2 separate regions of the Ovis aries genome follow, and region 2 is linked to region 1. A link is a contact called in public Hi-C data. All regions are on one chromosome and are shown on one strand. The core of a region is the stretch at or near the end of the contact, and the rest is flanking DNA. Distances in the headings are between cores, read along the strand shown.

Evidence for each region. A called contact is a pair of places that touch in the nucleus more often than the background predicts.
Region 2: a Hi-C map of liver shows a contact between it and region 1, with 5 times the contacts expected there. The contact joins the promoter of PIK3C2B here to the promoter of ETNK2 in region 1. A contact is called at or near these places in 3 of 16 Hi-C or Micro-C datasets (hypothalamus, liver and skin fibroblasts).

What each region holds. Positions count from the first base shown.
Region 1 is chr12:1,777,876-1,783,749 of ARS-UI_Ramb_v3.0, reverse strand. ETNK2 (ethanolamine kinase 2) reads left to right here and starts at 3,401. Exons shown (of 8, transcript XM_042256911.1): 1 at 3,401-3,603; 2 at 5,284-5,543. The coding sequence starts at 3,436. REN (renin) reads left to right here. Exons shown (of 10, transcript NM_001009299.1): 9 at 1-59; 10 at 652-985. The coding sequence ends at 813.
Region 2 is chr12:2,082,158-2,088,031 of ARS-UI_Ramb_v3.0, reverse strand. PIK3C2B (phosphatidylinositol-4-phosphate 3-kinase catalytic subunit type 2 beta) reads left to right here and starts at 2,288. Exons shown (of 33, transcript XM_042256937.2): 1 at 2,288-2,367.

The sequences.
Region 1 (5,874 bases), core at 2,152-4,651:
TCTCCTTCCACCTTGGAGGCAAAGCCTACACACTCACCAGTGCGGACTATGTGTTACAGGTGAGGCTGCGGTTTGCTCCTCGGTGACAGGGAGGAAGAGGGGGAGGGGCCTTCAAAAACAGACATGTCATTATGCACAGATTACCTGCTAGACCAGTGGTTCTCAAACTTGGCTGCAAATTAGGGTTACCTGCGAGCTTTTAAAAATCCCAGTAACAAGCCACATCCCATACCAACTGATACCTCTGGGGATAACTGGGCAACAATGTTTACAAAACTCCCCAGGTAATCGCAGCATGCAGCCGAATTTGGAAATCACTGTGCTCATCTCCTGATCTCCATTCTGATCAAATGTCCCCAGTAATGCTATCTGCTTTTTATACTCAGCATGTTTAGAGGTGTTAATAGTTTGTCTAGGACCAGAAGCTCTGCCAGACTGTGAGCTCCTGAAGGCAGAGCTGCGCCCCATCCACTGTCAGTAGCATCCAGCTTAGTACCTGCCTCTAGGAGGGGTGTGACCCATGATGGCTGAAAGGGCCAAGATGTGATGGAGGCCCAGTGCAGATGGGGCACGGGTGGGCAGATGCTGCTGAGGGCTCTGGCAAGGTGGTTATGTGCCAGGCAGTGGAGGAACCTTTCTGCTTCCTGCCAGGACCCCTACAATAATGATGATCTGTGCACACTGGCCCTGCATGGTATGGACATCCCACCACCCACTGGACCAGTCTGGGTCCTGGGTGCCACCTTTATCCGCAAGTTCTACACGGAGTTTGATCGGCGTAACAATCGCATCGGCTTTGCCCTGGCCCGCTGAGGCCCTCTGCTGCCCTGCCCTGGCCCAGAACTAGAGCACTCTCTGGGACCACCCCCCAACCCCTGCCTGTGCCCTCACTCAGGGGGGTGGAAGTCCCCCTGGATGTGTGCCCTGCCCCCAGTACTGGCTCTTCCCTTCTTTGAAGACCACAAAATAAAGACTTCATGTTTCCAACCCCACTGCATCTGGGTTCTCAAGGATTTGAAACAGGGAAGTACAGTGTGTGATCTTGTGCAGACAGAACGCGACACAATGACAAACTCACAAGCGCACAAGCACAGGCCCCTGCACGAAGGGCTGATGCCACCCATGCAACGTCGGCAGGGTTCAGATGGAGTTGTTCACACTACCCTGGGCGGGAAGTTTGCAGAGAGCCAGCCCCTGGAGAACCAAAGCTAACGCCGCGGCAGTGGACTGTAGACAGAAAGATGCTCCAAGCTCATGGAGGTCAGCCGCCAGCGCAGGCTCTGTGCTTCCCCACGTAGCCATCTAACATGCCATCTAAGGCACTAACACCTAAAAACATAGAGCCACAGAGGTCTGCCTGATACTCCCCTTGTACAGGAGGAGAAACTGAGCCTCAGAGAGTGAAAGCTCTGGCCAGGGTTGCTCAGTGACGTGCGAAAGACCACAACTAGAAGGCCGCCCATCTGACTCAGACCTCAGGAGCTTCCCACCTTCCCACGTACAGGTGGGAGTCTCCACAGGTTCAGAGCTTCAGCCACCCCAGTACCGGCCCAGGTGCACAAGCACATAGATCTATGCACTGCGCTCTTCCATATCACGAGACCTGGGGCTCAGGTCTAGGTGTTCTCCCACTCCGACGCCTTGCACTGGCTGTGGGAGACGTGTAGCTTGGGGAGTAAGACACCGTATCCGCCCAAATGAAGCCATTGACACTGTCCCTCTTCATGACAGCTGCTCACCCCTCTTTTGACTGAAAGAAGTGAGGCACTGAGGGGCTCACCCAGGCCCCAGCAAACCTCATAGCTCGAGAATTACCGCTTGTTGGGATTGTATGGAATCCCAGGACCTCTCCCTGGCAGCATTCCCACATCTGTGATATCCCTGTGCAGAGCCAGGAGCATGACTCTCTGAGTCTTCTTGCCTGCTTAGCTGTATTTCCTCGCTGCAGGAAGGCTTGGAGTCAGGGTTCTTTCCCAACATCCTGGGTTCCGAGACCTTAAGTAGCGCCCCGCCCCCCAACATCTTCTATCCTATTCTATAAGACAGCCATATACGGCTGTTTACATTAAACATAAAATTGAATTAAATGTCACACTAGCCCCATTTCAGCCCTGGACAACACAAAAACAGAACACTCATCAGCCCAGAAGTTCTTTGGGGCAGAGCGGGATTCTGGGCAGCGATGAGGACAGGGGCCTTGCGGTTGGGAGATTCCTGAAGAGGTGGAAGGGGCCACCTGGGGAAACAGGCACTTTCCTGGGTGGCGCCGCGAGCGCTCTCCCAAGTCGGCTGGTGACTGAGGTCCCCAAGGGCACGGCCGCCAACAAAATGCATCTCCCCAGTCCCCTCGCCATCCCAAAAGGCCTACTCCCGCGGAGCCTCTTGCAGGAGTCCAGGGACTGGGGGCTCAGGTGGTGCCGCCCAAGCTAACCACCTGGGGGCGGCGGAACCTCCACACCTCCGGGCGGACTCGGGGCGCGCGGGGCGCTTTCCCCGGGCCCCGCCCCGGTTATCCGGGGGCGCAGCCTCCGGTGGGGCGGGAGGGAGGAGGCCCCTCGCGGCCTCGAAAGTCGGGGAGCGAACCGGGGCTGCCCCATCCGCGGCCTGGTCCCCGCCGCGCCCCGGCCAAGCTTCCCGGCTCGCGCGGGAAGCCCCGCGCGCGGGCCGCCGAGGCTGCAGGAGGCGGTGCCGCCCCGGCCGGCGGCCCGTGACGTCGCGGCCGAAGGCGCCCGGCCCCACCCCCGCCCGCGCCGCGCCCCCGCCGCGCCCCCGCCCCCGCCCCCGCCCCCGCGCCGCGCTCCATCCCCGCCGCGCCCCGCCCGCGCCGCGCTCCGGCCCCGCCCCCGCGCCGCGCCCCCGCCCCCGCGCCGCGCTCCGGCCCCGCCCCCGCGCCGCGCCCCCGCCCCCGCACGGCGCTCCGGCCCCGCCCCCGCCGCGCCCCGGCCCCGCCCCCGCCGCGCCCCGGCCCCGCCCCCGCCGCGCCCCCGCCGCGCCCCCGCCCCCGCCGCGCCCCCGCCCCCGCCGCGCCCCCGCCCCCGCGCCGCACCCCGGCCCCGCCCCTCGCCGCGCCCCCGCCCCCGCGCGGCGCTCCGGCCCCGCCCCCGCCGCACCCCGGCCCCGCCCCGCCGCGCCCCCCGCCCCCGCACGGCGCTCCGGCCCCGCCCCCGCCGCACCCCGGCCCCGCCCCTCGCCGCGCCCCCGCCCCCGCGCGGCGCTCCGGCCCCGCCCCCGCCGCACCCCGGCCCCGCCCCTCGCCGCGCCCCCGCCCCCGCACGGCGCTCCGGCCCCGCCCCCGCCGCGCCCCGGCCCCGCCCCCGCCGCGCCCCCGTCCGCGCGGCGCTCCGGGGGCGGGGCTGCAGGGGCCGGCCGTGGCCGGGCTGCCCGGCCCGCCCTCCTACCTGAGGGCCGGGGCCACCCCCGCGGCGCGCATGGGGCATGGAGGCGGCGGCCGGCGCGGGCCGCGGGGCGCCCCCGGGGCCCCCGAGAGCCGCCGCCGTCCCGTGTTTCGGCATTTCGGTGGACCAGGACGACATCCTCCCGGGCGCCCTGCGCCTCATCCGGGAGCTGCGGCCGCGCTGGAAGCCCGAACGAGTCCGGACCAAGGTAAGCCGAACAGGCGGGCGGCCGGGGACGCGGCCCCGAGGGGCTGCAGCTGGGCTGCGCGCGCGTCTGGCCGGGCATCCCTCCGGGTGTGGGTCTCAGAGGTGCGCGCCGCTGCTGCACGCGAGGCGTTGCTCCGGCGACGTGCCTGGGTCCTTCTTTCTCTGTCTCGGTCCCTGAGCACAGCCAGGCTCCCCGCTCTCTCGGCCCTGCCTGCACACGCGCCCCTCCTCTGGGGCCCGGGCGCGCCGGAGGGCCACCTGCCCACTGTCAGCGTGCCGCGCGTGCGGGCCCCACCCCCGGACGCTGTGCGCGCGTGTCCCCCGCTGCCCAGAAGCCGGTGCCCACCCGGCTCTGAAAGCTGCGGAGGCAGGAACTTTTAAGGGCGCCCCCCACGCTCTCACGTCTCACATCAGTGTCCCTGCTGCAGCCCAGAGTGGAAGCGAAGTCTCCGGGCTCTGAGCTGCTCCTGCTGGTCCCGGGAGCCACCCTGTGGAACTCGAGCTAGCCCCCAGCCCCGCGCCCGGTGGAAAGCCTCTCTACTGCCTTGAGCTCTGGCTCAACACCCCCTACACAGGGCACCTCCCCGCTCCGCTGGGCACAGGCGTAGGGACACAGACGCGGGCAGAGTCTCTCCCTGAGCAGCCCCAGGCTGACTCCCCAGCAGACCTCGGTAGAGGGTCCTCAGCTGCCCCAGCCCCTCCGGGAGCTGCCTGTGGGGGCTGCTGCCTTGAGTGGGCACCTGCGGCTCGTGCTGGAGCGGCAGGGGCTCTGCGCTGGTGGGGCTGCTGGCGGGGAGAGGGGGCTTCAGGGCCTGAGAAGGCTTACAGACCCTTTCGGAGAGGGGGAGGGGTAACCTTTCCACAGCAAAAACCCGCCTTGCTGTAAAACTGTCAGGCCATCAGGCAGGCCTGAGGTTAGTTCCAGCTCCGGCCTAACATGCTGCTTTCCAGTCCCTCCACTCTCTGCGCCTCAGCTCCCGCACCTTTTCTTGCTTCAGATGTCCCCTGAGGCCCCTTCCAGCCCTCTCACTCTGTACCCCATAAACTCCGTGGTTCACTCCCCCTTGTCACCCTGCTCAGAGAACCTGCTCTCCCAGCCCAGGACCTTCTGTCTCTTCTGGCCACAAGGAGCTGTGGCCACCTGGCCCTGGGGTGGGTGCCAATCTCAGTACCCTCCTGTAACGCTGCCGCTGGGTGGGGCAAGAGGGATGGCAAGGGGCCCTCGGTCTGGCAGGCAGAGAGATGAGAGGTGAGTTAGGTCAGGCTGCCCCCGTCCTAGGCCACTCCCTGCCCCCTCTGTGGCACTCTGGCCCATAGAGGTTTCCTTTAGGGCCTGATGGGACCTGGGGGTGGGGGATGGGGCAGGCTTCTACCCACCAAGTGGTGTGAAAATTCTTCAGCAGCCAAATCCCATTCACCAGAGGCAGACCCAGGAAAAGTGTGTCTGGGCTGAGCCCAAGCTCTTGTTTCTTTCTTGAACTCTCTGGTCTGTCTCAAGCGTTGGGAAAGGGTGGAGGGTTAGGAACAGTGCTGAGCTCTTCACTAAATGAGAGGGCTAAAGAATGCAGGTGCTGTGTGATTACGCTCAGCATTCAAACCAGCAGCGCGTGCTGGAGCTGGGGCAGCACGGGGCGCCTGGCCTGCCCCACATGCCCCTGCACTGCCCTCTCCCCTGTGCCAGCGCTTCACTGACGGCATCACCAACAAGCTGGTGGCCTGCTACGTGGAGGAGGACATGCGGGACTGTGTGCTGGTCCGAGTCTACGGGGAGCGGACGGAGCTGCTGGTGGACCGCGAGAGCGAGGTCCGGAACTTCCAGCTGCTGCGGGCTCACGGCTGTGCCCCGAAACTCTACTGCACCTTCCAGAATGGTCTGTGCTATGAGTACATGAGGGGCGTGGCCCTGGGGCCAGAGCACATCCGTGAGCCCCGGCTCTTCAGGTGAGGAGGGCACCCGGGGTACTGTTCATCTCCAGGATTCCACAGGCCTTAGGCTTTCAAGTCATTGGCCAGCTTCTCTGGTGGAGCGGAGTCCGTGAAAGAGTCTTAGGATCTATGAACTGCTTGAAATTGCATGAAACGTGTGTGTGTACTTATATGCCTTGCTCTGTGGAGAGCAGCTGTCGTTTTGTCTCGATGTTTAGTGAGGTCAGCTAAAAGGGTGTGTTCTTGGGGAGGCAAGTGAGAATTTTGCTGAACATGAAACCAAAGGGGATCTGCTTCCTGGTCCATGCCTCAGTCCTCTGCCCACCCCACAGCTGACCTGGAAACA
Region 2 (5,874 bases), core at 1,039-3,538, 310 kb before region 1:
CGAATGGAAGAGTCCAAAATTGAAACCACTTGTCCATGCCTCTACTTTAGTTTCTACTTCAATTTAGTTTCATAAATCTAAAGTCTACTAGACATCCCCACCTGAACATTCCAGAGACACTGCAAGTCCAAATTTGATTTAATGTCCAAGATCAGAGTCATGATTGCACCCCCAATACCTGGGCCCTGTCTTACTACAGTCCCTCACTTAGTAAATGGCACCACCTGCCCCCAATTAAGGCATCAGGTGGGGAGTAGTTCCACACTCTACCCCTCACTGATGATCCTTACATTCAGTACAGTACCAAGCATTACTGACTCGACTGCCTGACTCTCTTGTATCTGTCCTTCCCTCCCATCCCATACTTCTGCCCCTGCTTTGAGATTCTCTGCTCTTGCGCCCTGAATGCAGCCATGCCTCCCGTGAGTTCCCAGCTGGTACTCCTAAGTGTGCAAATGGCACACTCCAATTTGAAGGAACAACTTACGAAGAGCCAGCAGGGTATAGAAAGCCAAAAGAAACAGTGTGCAGTCCCCCGGGCCAGCAGAAAAGGGAGTTTCCACTTCTTGGCCTGAAAGTCGAAGGAAGGTAGTGAGCGATTCTCTAAATGAAGAGAGAGGAGGGAAAGGGAGAGGGAAGGGGAAACACCTGGAGGAAGCTTTGTCGAGCATGGCAGCCAGCTCACAGTAACCCCAAAGAGAAGGAGCCCAAGGAAGAAATGTCCAGACCTCTTGACCTCCCTCCTCCCGCTCTTCTGAGAAGGCTCCCCACTGGCCCACCGCTTCTAGGAAACCAGAGGGCCCAGAGTGGATCTGCAGGGGCAAACAGAAGACATCAGTATGTATTCCAAACCCTCCTGTAACAGGCCGCATCACCGATCACAGCACTCCCAGTCTGCACCCTGGGTGCTCTGTGGCGTGCCGGGCTAAACCTAAACTTTTTGACATGCCCTGGTTTCTCTTATAATACAGAATTTTCTCCCTACCAAGATGCATTAAGAAGCCTTCAATATGATCCCAGCAACTCGGGCAGGCCTATATCCTGTTAGCTCTTCAGTGAAGACTGTCCACTCCAGCAACCCTGGACCACTGATGGCTCCACACTACTGTGTCCTCTCAGGCTTCTGAGCTTAGCCTGATGACAGGCACATAGCAAGCAGTCATAAATGTGTGTTGTGATCACGCAGTGAATGAGTGAATGAATGCATGTTTTTATCCGCTGAGGCTCTTGAGCATTAGGAATAGTGTCATATATACGTTACATGTATAGAACACACAGGCTGTGGTCATCAAAATGGTCCATCACATTCTTTCCTTTGATCGTCACAACAGGCTTGAGTGGGAAACAAAGCCAATAGAACTATTGATGCTCAGAGGGTGAAGTGCACTACCCAAGGCCACGGTGCAGTGAGCAGAAAACAAACACGAGCCTTTGCCCCTTCTCTTTTCATGAGCTTCTTCTCCCATTGTCTCACTCAAGGTTACCTGCAATTAATGGTTCTTTGCACTGGCCCAGATTTCACCTTATATGAGAACAAAACAATATCCCAAGAGGTACCTCCAAATCATAATCTCACTTCTTACATTGCTTTCTCCCTCTACATAGGACTTCATCTGGTTATTCAAATTTCCTTCCCCAAAATAGTTATCCTCCTTTGAGCTCTAAAGTCTCTTCCATTTAGGAAATTTTAAAACGCCCTTATCTTTTTTAAAAGGCCTTTCTGACACTCTTAAAAAAAAAAAAACAAACCCACAAAACTCCAGTGAACCCCAAACAGACTGTAAGAGTAGCATTTTAACAAACATTTCTTTGAGACCAGAGAAGGCACGGGTTTGCAGATGTTTCCCTGAGAACCCTGGCAGGGGAGTCCTGGGCCTCTGACCTCAGGCTGGGTGTACTGAGCCCTAGACACCTGAAGGGGCAGGGGAGGGACGCTGAGAACCAGGTGCTGAGCGTAGTCTGGCAAGGAAGAAACAAGGAGGATCCTGGTGGAGAGCAAGACTCAAGTTTTGAGGAAAACACACTTTGAGATCAGAGAGCATCGTTATTATGCAAACCGAATGCAAATGAGGTGCTGGCCAACTATATGGGTATCTTTGGGTGGAGCCCTTCGGAAAATTCTTCTAGAGACCACCGCTCAAACAAAGGTACTGAGTCAAAATTTTAAATAGAACGTAATGTATGAAAGATTTTCCCCTTGCTCTGGTTGGGCTGGAGGATCAACCACCACCCTTCCCCCGCAGGTTGTAGACTGCTATTTAACGGGGCTCGGGTCACACGACCCACTAGGGCGAACCGAAAAACCGATGAAGCAGAAAAGTGCAAAAGGCAGAGGCAGCTTCCCCCGCCATCTCTTCCGACCTCAAGGTAGGGACTCTCTCGAGCATCGGTCTGTTAATGATGGGGGGGAGGAAATTCCATCCACCCATACCCGGACCTCAAAACTCTGTCATTTCCAGTAGAATGATCGGGCATTCGTCCGGCACACAGCAAAGGGGTCCCAGCAGGGGAAGGTAACGACCATCTGCAAACACCCTCACGCGAGTGGGGAGTGGAGATCTCGGCCCCTGGGTTGCCGAAGCACGACTCGACGCCTTGCTTTTCCCTCCCCGAGCGCAAAGGCCGGGGAGGCGGGGAGCCGAGCGGGAGGGGCAGGCGGCCGGGCTCGGGGCCCGCCCTCCTCCGCGCTCCGGGCGCTGCGGGCTGGGGCCGCGGCCTGCGGCTGCCCGCCCTGCCCGCGTCCGGCCGAGCCTCCGCCGCCGTGCAGTGCGCGGGGTCTCCGGGAGATGGCTTCCCCGCGCTCGCCCGCGGCTGCCGCTATTGTCTCCCCCGGGCCCGCCGGGCCCCGCGGGCTCGCGCACGCCCTCCGCTGAGCCGACTCCCTGGCCGGTCCTCGCGCCCCTTCTGCCTCCCCGCCGCCCCGGGCCCGGCGCCCGCCGCGTGCTGCCCGAGAGGGAGCGGCCCGGAGGAGGCGGTGCGCCGCCGGAGCCGCAGGGAGCCGGCAGCCCGGGTCTCCGAGCGCACGACCGCAGGAAGCCGCAGTGGGCGCAGGTAAGGCGCGCACCCGGCCGGGCGACCCGGCCCGCGTCTGCGGATCACCCGCCGAGTGGGGCGGACCGAGGTCGGGGGCTCTCCCTGCAGCATGGCAGCTGCGAGGTTCAACAATGGAAGGAGCCGAGGGTTCCCGGGGCGCGGGCCGTGTGGGCGGTGGGCGCCGAGCCCCGGGCCCCGCACCCGAGCGGGCGGCCCCGCCGCCTCCCTGCTCCTGGGGTCTCCGAGTGTCTCGGACCCCGGACGCCCTCTTCCCCACCCCTTTCCCTCTAAACACACTTCCTGGCTCCCAGCGGCAAGGCGCCCTGAATCAGCCAATGGTTTTGGTGTTTTGGTTTGCTTAAGATGAGAAAATAAAAGGCAAAACCTGCCCTGGAGTGAGAGTGGTGGGGTGGTGCTTTCTCTTGCGGTAGGTGAAAAGTCAGCATCTAGCCTAGGGAATATATAATAGATATACATTTTTTTTCATGCGGGCAGATAGGAAAATGGGCTTCTGCCTTATAAGGATACTGCAGCAAAAGGGGAAAGCTTGGGAGAGGGAGAGGGGCCTTCATGCCGGAGTTCCAGGTCCTTGGAGGGAGGCGCAGCTCCCCCGGCCTGTACTTGTCTCTGGTTTTCAGCTCCCGACAGCGGTGGCTTTGATGTTGGGGCACAATCGCAGCAGCAGGAAGCCCCGGGGAGCCTGCCAAGGCCGGGTGGGGTGGGGTGGGAAGCCCAGGGGCTCGGCAGGCTCCCGGGTTGTGAGAAGAGGTTACTAACATGTGAGGTTAGCGCACACACCCTGGTTGGCCGCGGGGCGCGAGTGAAGACCCTGCCATTGCTCCGGCTCTTCAGGCCGACCTTCTTTCTCTTGGTCTCCACCCCCTTGTGGGGTCTTTATGGCTTCCCAGTCCCTCCAGCCTGGCTGCGATGGAATCTCTATTGTCTCTGCTGCCCTGATGTTTTTTTCTCGGTTCTTTTAGAGAATTTTGTACCCTGGGTGGCTGGTCCCAGCGTGGCACCAGATTCCTTAGCACACAACTACCCAGGCTTCCAGAAGTGGGCCAACATGCCCCTCCTTCTCTGTCTAAACTACCTGACTGTATGGGTTGTGGCCAAGCAGATGTAAGTAATTTGCACTGAATTCCAACCCTGTATCAGCCGCTGAATGAAAACTTCTCTTGCCACACAAGGCCCCAGGAAGATACTGGAAAAGAAATGGTCCAGGGGGTGGCAAACCTGATCCCTCTATACTCCCCCCTCTCGCTCTCCAGCTGTGCATCCCAGAACACAGAAGTTATGAGGCTTCAGAATTGCAGCTCCTCCAGAGCCTGGCGGTCCCCTCTGGGGTTGTGTCCATGGAAAAATTAAGTCGAGTCCCATTTTATAGCCCTGCCTGGCAGCCAGTGGCTGAGGAGGTGGTGGCTTGGAGCCGGAGCCCTGGACTGAAGCTGTGGCTGCCTCCCCTTTGGCCTTTGGGTGAGCCCAAGGTTTGACTTCCACGGCTCTGAATTTACTGCTGAGTGTGCATGGGTGTGTGTGTCTGACTCTGACCAAACTCTCAGCCCTGGCCAGAAGGGAGCTAGTCCATTTCCCTCTTCCTGGAAAGACTGGTGAGGGAGGCTCCGCTTATCTGGGTCCTCAGGCCTTTCCCTGGAGTGCTACTTTGGATTGTCCAGTGACTTGGAATACCTGCGTACTTGGCCAGGATGTAACGATGCTCTCGCAGATATCCCACATTCTTGGGGGCCTTAGGTCTCCTCTCCCTGATTTCTCCACCCCACCAAGGCCTGACATTGTGCAAGTATCTTGTGTGTATGGTCATTCAGCCTGCACAGCCCTGCTGGCCAACAGGAATAAAAATGAGGGACCTCTGTTCCCTTTGGGGGAACTTGTAACTGGCCATAAACTTGAGGCTCCTCATGCTCCCAGGATGTGAACTTGGGTGTGATAGTGCGGACTAGTAGAGAAGCAGTGGGTGGGTTCAGTGTCAGGAGGCCTGGCTTCCTAGCTGTGTGAGTATGAACAACTCATGAACCTAAGACTCAGTTTGCATATCTATAAAATGGGGGGAAATACCTTTGGCTCATAGGATTAAGAATGAAAAACACTGCTTACCATGAACTGAATAAAGTCATGTATGCAAAAGCACTGAAAACTGCAGAGTGCTATACAAAAGTAGGTTTACATCCTGAGCTTAGTCTCACTAGTGAGAGAGGGAAAGCTGGTGGGGATGGGGGAGAGGGGTGAGAGGAAAGGCATATGAAACAGACAATGTTCTGGAAACTTTGCTTTCTGGCTAAGGGAAAGTAATGTGACAATGCCCAGGTGACTGTTCTTCGGGTATTTCTCTTTAAACAGGGTTGCTAGAATGGGACCTGGGAGAGAAGGAAAGTCTACTTAATGATATTTCTAGGGACTCGGGGATATATACACCCCCAAAGGCTGACTGCCATCTATAGGGTAGTACTGAGCTGGCAAATAATATTGTAGCTGACACTTACTGATGTCAGCTGGCTAGTCAATGACAGAGGAGAGATTCAAAGCGGGCATTCCCTCTCCAGACCCTGTGCTCATAACTTGGGTGCCCCTCTCAGGGAGATGTTGGGTCCTGGGAAAGGAGCAGCAGAATTACCGAATTCATTTATACTGGACTCCTTGATTTGAATGCCAGTGAGATGTTATCAGACTGGGATATACCTTAGATAACTCACTTCTCAAGGACAGAGATCCTGGGGGACAGATTTCTTCCACCCAGCCCTAGTCCAGCATAGCACCTCCTTAATTCTTGCATTTCCTAGGATCACATATAGTTTTAGAATTGGAAAGTCATTTCTCTGCAAA